Linked DNA regions of Macaca mulatta: region 2 is linked to region 1. Evidence: chromatin contacts called from public Hi-C data. All regions are on one chromosome and are shown on one strand. Each heading gives the region's core, a stretch centred on a gene start, on an enhancer-like site or on the middle of the called end of the contact. The rest is flanking DNA. Distances are from core to core; before and after follow the strand shown. Region 1 holds the start of PARP2 (poly(ADP-ribose) polymerase 2). Region 2 holds the start of APEX1 (apurinic/apyrimidinic endodeoxyribonuclease 1).

Region 1 (4,047 bases), core at 509-3,008:
TTATGGGAATCAAAAACAGCTGTTGTGGTTAAACAGAAACTTGTGAGAATTAACTTTGTCCTCCCAACCAATCCTGGTCTTTCCTTAGGCCTCAATCCATCTCAAATACATGAAAATGAAGATTCAAGGCAGTAGATTAGTGCTGTGGTATGCCCAAAGGATAGAGAAATTAATTCTATCCTGAAAGAAGGAAGAAATAAGAGTTGAAATAACAAGATATCATCCCCAGATCCACTCCTACCAGAAACCCTCTTGCTGGCCCATGACCTCCCTGGCGTACCATCTTGCTTGTCTTCTGTCCTGTCCTCATTAGCATTTCCTCCAGTCACAGGCATCTTTTTCGACCCCTGTCTCTGGCATCTGCGAGTTTTCTTGGCAGGGGAAGAGTCTTCTGGAGCCGTGTTGCCATTATTAACTCTTTTGCTTTCATTTAATGCTACAAAATTTGGAAATGAGCAAAGAATGAGTATACCTGAAAACGTGTAGATTTTAAGGATTGAAAAAAATCCTTTAAATAAATGGTTTAAGATCATTCTTTCTCTTTTCTTTCTTTTTTTTTTTTTCCAAGGTGGAGTCTCACTCTGTCGCCCAGGCTGGAGTGCAGTGGTACGATTTCCGCTCACTGCAACCTCTGCCTCCTGGGTTCAAGTGATTCTCATGCCTCAGCCTCCCAAGTAGTTTGGATTACAGGCGTTCGCCGCCATGCCCGGCTAATTTTTGTATTTTTAGTAGAGACAAGGTTTCACTATGTTGGCCAGGCTGGTCTCAAACTCGTGACCTCAAGTGATCTGCCCTCCTTGGCCTCCCAAAGTGCAGGATTACAGGCCTGAGCCACCGCACCCCGCCGGTTTAAGATAATTTTCTAAGTTTACAAAGAGGCAATAAAAACTGTCACCACACTACCCTTGTGTAACAGTCTGTGTAATTCTTCCTAAATTGCTATTCTAGCCAAATGAAATAAAACAAAATAAAAGGGAGCCCTAGGAGTCTTGTAAGCTCATAGACTGAGGCCTGCTTATCTGTTTTGTTTACTTGTGTCCCAATGTCCCCCAAATACCCAACTCATACATGAGGCGGTATGGGATAAAGGTTAGTAAACTGCTCAAGGGTCTGTGCCTAATTTAGAGCCTAGCTCTGCTGCTTTTATCTGTGGAAACTTGGAGAAGTGTTTGATCTCTTCCTACTTCACTTGCTCCAATATTAGAACATTGTACAATACTGTACTTCTAAAGAAGTACACTAGTACTTAATTTATAGGGTGGACCTATGCACTTAAGAACATTATACACATAATACCGTATCTCAATAGGTCTAGACTCGCATTTTACCCTCTGGAACTGGGCTCCATCTTAGAATGGATGGCATAAGCAGTGAATCATAGTTCACCAGTGCTTATCCTTTCTTGTGTATAAAATAATGGTGTGCCTCACAATTACTTTTTGTAAATTGTATGACATTAGGTATTAACAATAGTACTGGCATATTAGTTGTTACAGCTCTGCAAGGCTTTATGCACAATTATGTCATCCCCAAAGCTCTGAAAACCTAAATTTACAAAATTTAGCACCCAAACTGGTTTGGTAGCCAAGTGCAGGTTATGGGGAGGTGGAAGATGAAGGGGGTCACAGTAGGTGGCATCGTTCCTTTTCTGACTCCTCGCTGCCGCATTCCCTCCCCCAATACTGAGCTCCGAACCTCTCGCTCTGCCTCCGCGGGTGCTCCGTCGTCGCCGCGCCGCCATGGAATTCGAACGCTGACGTCATCAACCCGCTCCAAGGAATCGCGGGCCCAGTGTCACTACGCGGGAACACCCAGCGCGCGTGCGCCCTGGCAGGAAGATGACTGTGAGGGACAGGGGTGTGACGCCCTACAATATTTGCATGTCGCTGTGTCTTCTGGGAAGTCACCATAAACGAGAAATGTCTTTGAGTATGGGAGTCTTATAAGTTCTGTGTGGGACCACCCTTCCCCATAGGGCGGAGGGAAGCTCATCAGTGGGGCCACGAGCTGAGTGCGTCCTGTCACTCCACTCCCATGTCCCTTGGGAAGGTCTGAGACTAGGGCCAGAGGCGGCCCTAACAGGGCTCTCCCTGATCTTCGGGGAGGTGAGTTCCCAGAGAATGGGGCTCCGCGCGAGGTCAGACTGGGCAGGAGATGCCGTGGACCCCGCCCTTCGGGGAGGGGCCCGGCGGATGCCTCCTTTGCCGGAGCTTGGAACAGACTCACGGCCGGCGAAGTGAGTTCAATGGCTGAGGTGAGGTACCCCGGAGGGGACCTCATAACCCAATTCAGACTACTCTCCCCCGCCCATTTTTGAAAAAAAAAAAAAACAAAAAACAAAAACACAACCAGGCCGGGCGCGGTGGCTCACGCCTGTAATCCCAGCACTTTGGAATCCGAGGCGGGCAGATCACAAGGTCAGAAGATCGAGACCATCGTGGCTAACGCGGTGAAACCCCGTCTCTACTGAAAAAAGAAATAAAAACAAAAAATTAGCCGGGCGTGGTGGTGGGCGCCTGTAGTCTCAGCTACTCGGGAGGCTGAGTACCATTCTATGAGGTGTGAACCATTCTCCAGCCTGGGTGACAGAGTGGTCTTAAAAAATAAATGGTTGAGGCTGAGGCAGAGAATGGTGTGAACCCGGGAGGCGGAGCTTGCAGTGAGCCGAGATCGCGCCAGTGCACTCCAGCCTGGGTGACAGACTCGTCTTAAAAAAAAAAAAAACAAACACCGAGTGGAATGTGAAAAAGTTCCGTGAAACTGCAAAAACCCTTTGGGAACAGAGGGTACCATGGGGCAGGAAGCCCACGGAAAATGCTAATTGGTCTTCTGGTTCTTGGTGAGATTGGGTGAGGGGCGCCCAAATGTTTGGCTGCATGAGAATCACCAAGTATGGGGACTGCATACTTAAGCAAATTCCCCACCCTAGACCTTCTGATTCAATAAGCATGTATTAACAAAATCACTGGGTAATCCTGATTTTGGCACCAGTATCATTTAGAAACATATTGTTAGGATAGAATAGTACCTGTTATAGACCAACCGGAGCAAAATAGCGAAACCTCGTCCCTATTAAAAAAAAAAAAAAAAAAGAGTAAAAAATTAACCAGGCGTGGTCGCAGGCGCCTGTAGTCCCAGCTACTTGGGAGGCTGAGGCACAAGAGTCGCTTGAACCCGGGAGGCGGAGGTTGCAGTGAGCCGAGATCGCGCCACTGAACTCCAGCCTGGGTGACAGAGTGAGACTCCGTCTGGAAAAAAAAAAAGAGAGAGAGAGAGAAAATTGATACATTTTATTTTTTTCATCAAAAGATGTAAAGTTTAGAAAGGAAAAACCCAAAATCTCATTAATTGCGTGAAATTTGATTATGAATATTTTAAAAGTTAGAAGAAACTACAGGATAAAAATTTTACCTTACTACAAAGCCTAGCAAGACTGATAGAAAATAGCATATGAAATAAATTTCATGTTTATAAAAGAGCTTCAAACAACTATAAATAAAATTTTTTAAGGTAGCATTTATAATAACACCAAAGCATATCAAGTAGTTGGAAATAAATCTAACAAAATGTAGGTGCTCGATAAATGTTTGTTGGATAGGATTGCTTAAACTGTTTCAGTGGTACAAAGCCTGTTACATCTGACTTAATTATGGCACAAATAAATTAGACTAGGTCTTAAAGGAAATACTTTGGAGATAGAAAAAATATAATGTAACCCTTTATGAAATGAAAATTTCTTTAAAAAGCTAATACTTAGTAGAACTTTCTTGTGTACTAGAGGCTGAGCTAAATGCTTTACATGCATAACCTCATTTAATCTTCCTAAGAATAATAGCCGGAATTTATTTAGTTCTTACTATGCTATGAGCTTTACATACATTATTTAATTCTCACAACAACCTCATGAGGCATATGTTATTTATCTCCATTTTATAGTTGAGGAAACTGAGCTTTAGAAAAATTTAATTTATTCAAGATCACACAATGTATTGCTAGGGCTACTATAATTACATACTACAGACAGGATAGCTGTCTGTAAACAATAAA
Region 2 (4,047 bases), core at 977-3,476, 110 kb before region 1:
TCTTTGGGGGAGATTAGGGACTTATCCTGTGCTTGTAAATAAATAAGGTCATGACTCTACCCTTTTTCAGTTGTTAACTTGTATGCACGAAAATACGAGGAAGGGAATGTGTAGCCCCACGAAGGGGTAAGACACAAAGACAGCAAGGCTGAAACTATGGCTCTTTATTTTTGTGTGGATAATTCAAACAAAGTCATTAGTAGTCTTTGTTCAGTTTTTCTTAAAAAAGAAAAAACCCTCAAATAAAAACTCTTGGGCTTAAAAGAACTCTAAATCTGTCACAGGAGCCTGGTTGTAGGATTCTTATTTTTATAGATGAGAAATACAATGCAGATTTCTCTGAAGAGTGTTTAAAGAAGGAATGGTAGTTGAGGGGGCTTATTTCCCAGGCTCAAAGTGATTTAGGGGTGGTGTCACAGTGCTAGGTATAGGGTGATAGGACAGTGATCACTGCCGAGGGCCTTGGAACGGATCTTGCTATCACACAATGCAGGTAACAGAGAGTGGGACAACAAAAAGTAATCAAGGCGCCAACCAACATTCTTGGATCGAGCATTCATCATGTAAGTCCAAAAGGTGTAGGCATAGGGTGTGTTGGGGTAGAGGTGCCTAAAGCTGTCAGCCAGTGGCACAGCCTGCAGTAATTCCCCAAAGCCTTGGCGCTCTTGTGGCGTGAAGCCAGCATTCTTTTTGTTACCCTTGGGGTTGCGAAGGTCAATTTCTTCATGTGCCACATTGAGGTCTCCACACAGCACAAGGGGCTTTCGGGAAGCCAAGCCCTTCAGGAACTTGCGAAAGGCTTCATCCCAGCGCTGCCGGTACTCCAGTCGTACCAGACCCCGGCCTGCATTAGGTACATACGTTGTTACCAGCACAAACGAGTCAAATTCAGCCACAATCACCCGGCCTTCCTGATCATGCTCCTCCTCGCCTACAGAAACGAAACAGAATTAGCATAAAAAACTGTAAGAAAAGGAAAAGCAATCAAGAGGTGGGGGAGAGATGGAGAATTAGCAATTGGTCTTGAAGAGTTCAGGCATTAGGCATCAATAGGGTCTCACCTATGCCATAAGAAACTTTGAGTGGGCAATGGCGGGAAAGTAGGCCCACGCCACTGTATCCTTCCTTGTCCGAAGGAGCGGACCAGTATTGATGAGAGAGTCCAGGCAGCTCTTGAAGTTCAGCTGGTAGTTTGTTCTCTGAACATTTGGTCTCTTGAAGGCACAGTATATCTGGGGCTTCTTCCTTTACCCACTATAAGTAAAAGAAAGGTGGAAAATGTATTATCAATTCAGCAGAACATTTATTGAATATATGCCAAGTCATAAATATGCACAGGTTAAACAGTCAAGCAGTTCGAGGTTAAATAATATTTAAACAATTCGAAGCTAGATAAATGAAAACAGAGGTAAAGTCTTACGTGCTATACTATGAATGTGTTTTTTCTATAGGCAAGCTAAGATTTTTAAGCTATAATTAATGAAATGGAGGACATGCTGAAGATAAAATGGAGGAAGTATAGTAAAAGGTTTTTGCAACATTCTGGGAAGAGGAGAGAACATTAAAAAAGAAAATGGCAATGGAAGTGAAGGAGCAGACATTTAGGAAATACAACTGGCAAGACTGGGGAAGCCCCACCGAAAACTGCAGGCAGGAGAAAAAACAGCCTGAAGGCTATACGGAGAAAAGGGATGACTAAACCCTAAGATCATTCAATACTAAAGAATGTGTCTTCCCCTCAAACACCACTCACATCTAATCCTTTCTTCTTAATCCAGGCTCGAAGCCCATCCACGTTCCAAGAGCAGATCTTGAGTGTGGCAGGTTTGCCACTGGGTGAGGTTTTCTGATCGGGGGGGTCCTCATACAGGGCTGGGCCCTCTCCTGCTGCCTCCTTGTCATTTTTCTTTGCGGGCGTCTTACTCTTCTTGGGCTCTGGCTCTATAAAATGAGTAATATATATTGATAAAAAGTGGGTGGTTTCCAACCGCGATCCGGCGTTAGCTATGGACCCAACGAAAGCCTGCGGTTACTGCGTCTTCACAAACCCCTGCAAAAATGAGTTGGCCGGTACTTACCGTTCATCAAGGGAATTACAAACAACCCCGCCGTAGCTTCTAGGAAGAGGGGCTCATTTCATTCTTACCTGTCTTGAGCTCATCCCCGTCTTCTGCCACCGCTCCCTTTTTCCCACGCTTCGGCATTCCCGTAACGAACGCTCTTCGGCACCTGTACCGCGTCGCCCACCAAAGCAGTATTTTTACCGCGTTGCCTACAGACGCAAAGAAATCATGAAACCAGCTAAGCCTGGGGAGAAGACTCCTCTCAAGAGCGTCCCCGCACCAGGTCCCGCCTTTCAAACCATGTTATCTCTAAATCCTTTCCCCGCCTCCGTGCATCATAGGCCCTTCAGCCCCTCACCCACGTAACTAGATCATTTCATAGTGCCTTGTACCCTACTCGCGAGATCTGCCCTCCAGCCAATTGAGGATCTTAATTAAGGGTCCTGACTCAAGCTTGCCCTTCAGACTGCCAGCGAAGCCCCTCTTATGAGCAAAAGAGCAACCCCGTATCTGCACCGGTCCGATGGCAGCCTAGCTCCTCCTAACCCGAGCACAAAGAAGGATGCACGCTGAGCCCCCCACGTGGGTAGCGGACCTGGTCACGTGATCAGAGGCACGCGTCACATGGCCGAAGAATGCGCGTGATTGGTCTGTCTGACACCACGTGACGAAGTCGCTTGGCCTTGCCTCTCTCAACTAATTCTCTAGGAGACCTAGGGCCCCAACCCTCGTTCGGGCTGTTTATCGTTGTGCCCGACGCACGGCACATTGTTTGACTCTGACTTAAGAGTCTAACGCTGTGCAAAGGGAAAAAAAAGTGGAGAAGGTTGGGCTGGACCACGGGAAAGATATAGGAAAACGGATAGGATTGTAAAGCACAGAGTCGGCTCGGCGTCCCTGGCAGTTAGGAAGACAGGTCCTTGGAGGGGCCTTGGCGGGTCTCCGCTCGCGGGAGTTCTGCGCTGTCTTTCCCACTGTTATCTGCAGGCTAGCCCGCTTCTTCTGCGCTCCGGAAAGCTGCGGCCCAGCGCAGACTAGTGAGGACTTCCACAGCTCCTGACGTTGCTAGGAGTCCTGTCGGCGTTTTCTCCCAGGCTCCGCCATGCCGGCGGTGCTGGGTTTTGAAGGCAGCGCCAATAAGATTGGCGTGGGTGTGGTGCGGGATGGCAAGGTGCTGGCGAACCCGCGGCGGACTTATGTCACGCCTCCGGGCACAGGTGGGTGAGTAGGGGAGTTAAGAGTTTTCGGCGCACTTCCCCGCAGAAAATCAGCCTTCCATCTTCCTAAATACTAGTGAGGTGCAGCTTTTGATCTGAGTCTTATTGAAATTATGTGATATTATTAACGTCACAAGGCTGATGACTAGAAGAGTTACAAGCACTTGGACGTGGATCTGATGAGTTCGTTTACCGTTTATTGAGCTCATTTTATGTGCTAAGCATTCAGAAATAGATGTTATGATACTGCTGTGGAGTCAGACATATAAATAGATGTTTATACTACAGCATGATAAACAGTGTAATAGAGATGGACTCGAAATATTCTGTTTAAAAAACGCTTAGCAGGAGTATATATTCCAGTTGCCCTGAATATACACTCCTTTTTTAAAAATTTTTATTTTTTGAAATATTCTAGGATGAGTAGAGAGATGAGAGTGGAAAGACTCCCAGCTTACATGTCAGAGAACTGGCTGGCTGTGCTGTATTCACATTAAATATTTATGTTTTGGACATTTGGTCTTTATTTTTTATTTTAATTTGTTTTTGAGACAGTCTTGCTCTGTTGCCCAGGCTGGAATGCAATGGCACGGTTTCGGCTTACTGCAAGCTCTGCCTCCCAGATTCAAGAGATTCTTCTACCCCAGCCTCCCGAGTAGCTAGGACTACAGACAGGTGTGTGCTACCACACCCAGCTAATTTTTGTATTTTTAGTAGAGGCGGGGCTTCACCATGTTGGCCAAGCTGGTCTCGAACTCCTGACCTCA

Evidence for each region. A called contact is a pair of places that touch in the nucleus more often than the background predicts.
Region 2: a contact with region 1 is called in a Hi-C map of fetal cortex germinal zone, with 2.8 times the contacts expected there. The contact joins the promoter of APEX1 here to the promoter of PARP2 in region 1. A contact is called at or near these places in 3 of 14 Hi-C or Micro-C datasets (fetal cortex germinal zone, fetal cortical plate and liver).

Annotation. Positions count from the first base shown.
Region 1 is chr7:93,148,318-93,152,364 of T2T-MMU8v2.0, reverse strand. PARP2 (poly(ADP-ribose) polymerase 2) reads right to left here and starts at 1,758. Exons shown (of 16, transcript NM_001257438.1): 1 at 1,696-1,758; 2 at 281-436. The coding sequence starts at 1,741.
Region 2 is chr7:93,254,729-93,258,775 of T2T-MMU8v2.0, reverse strand. APEX1 (apurinic/apyrimidinic endodeoxyribonuclease 1) reads right to left here and starts at 2,226. Exons shown (of 4, transcript NM_001258109.1): 1 at 2,147-2,226; 2 at 1,754-1,941; 3 at 1,062-1,254; 4 at 230-931. The coding sequence starts at 2,204. The coding sequence ends at 414. It overlaps OSGEP (O-sialoglycoprotein endopeptidase), which reads left to right and starts at 2,756. Exons shown (of 11, transcript NM_001257838.1): 1 at 2,756-3,280. The coding sequence starts at 3,166. It overlaps PIP4P1 (phosphatidylinositol-4,5-bisphosphate 4-phosphatase 1), which reads left to right. Exons shown (of 7, transcript NM_001194893.2): 7 at 1-185.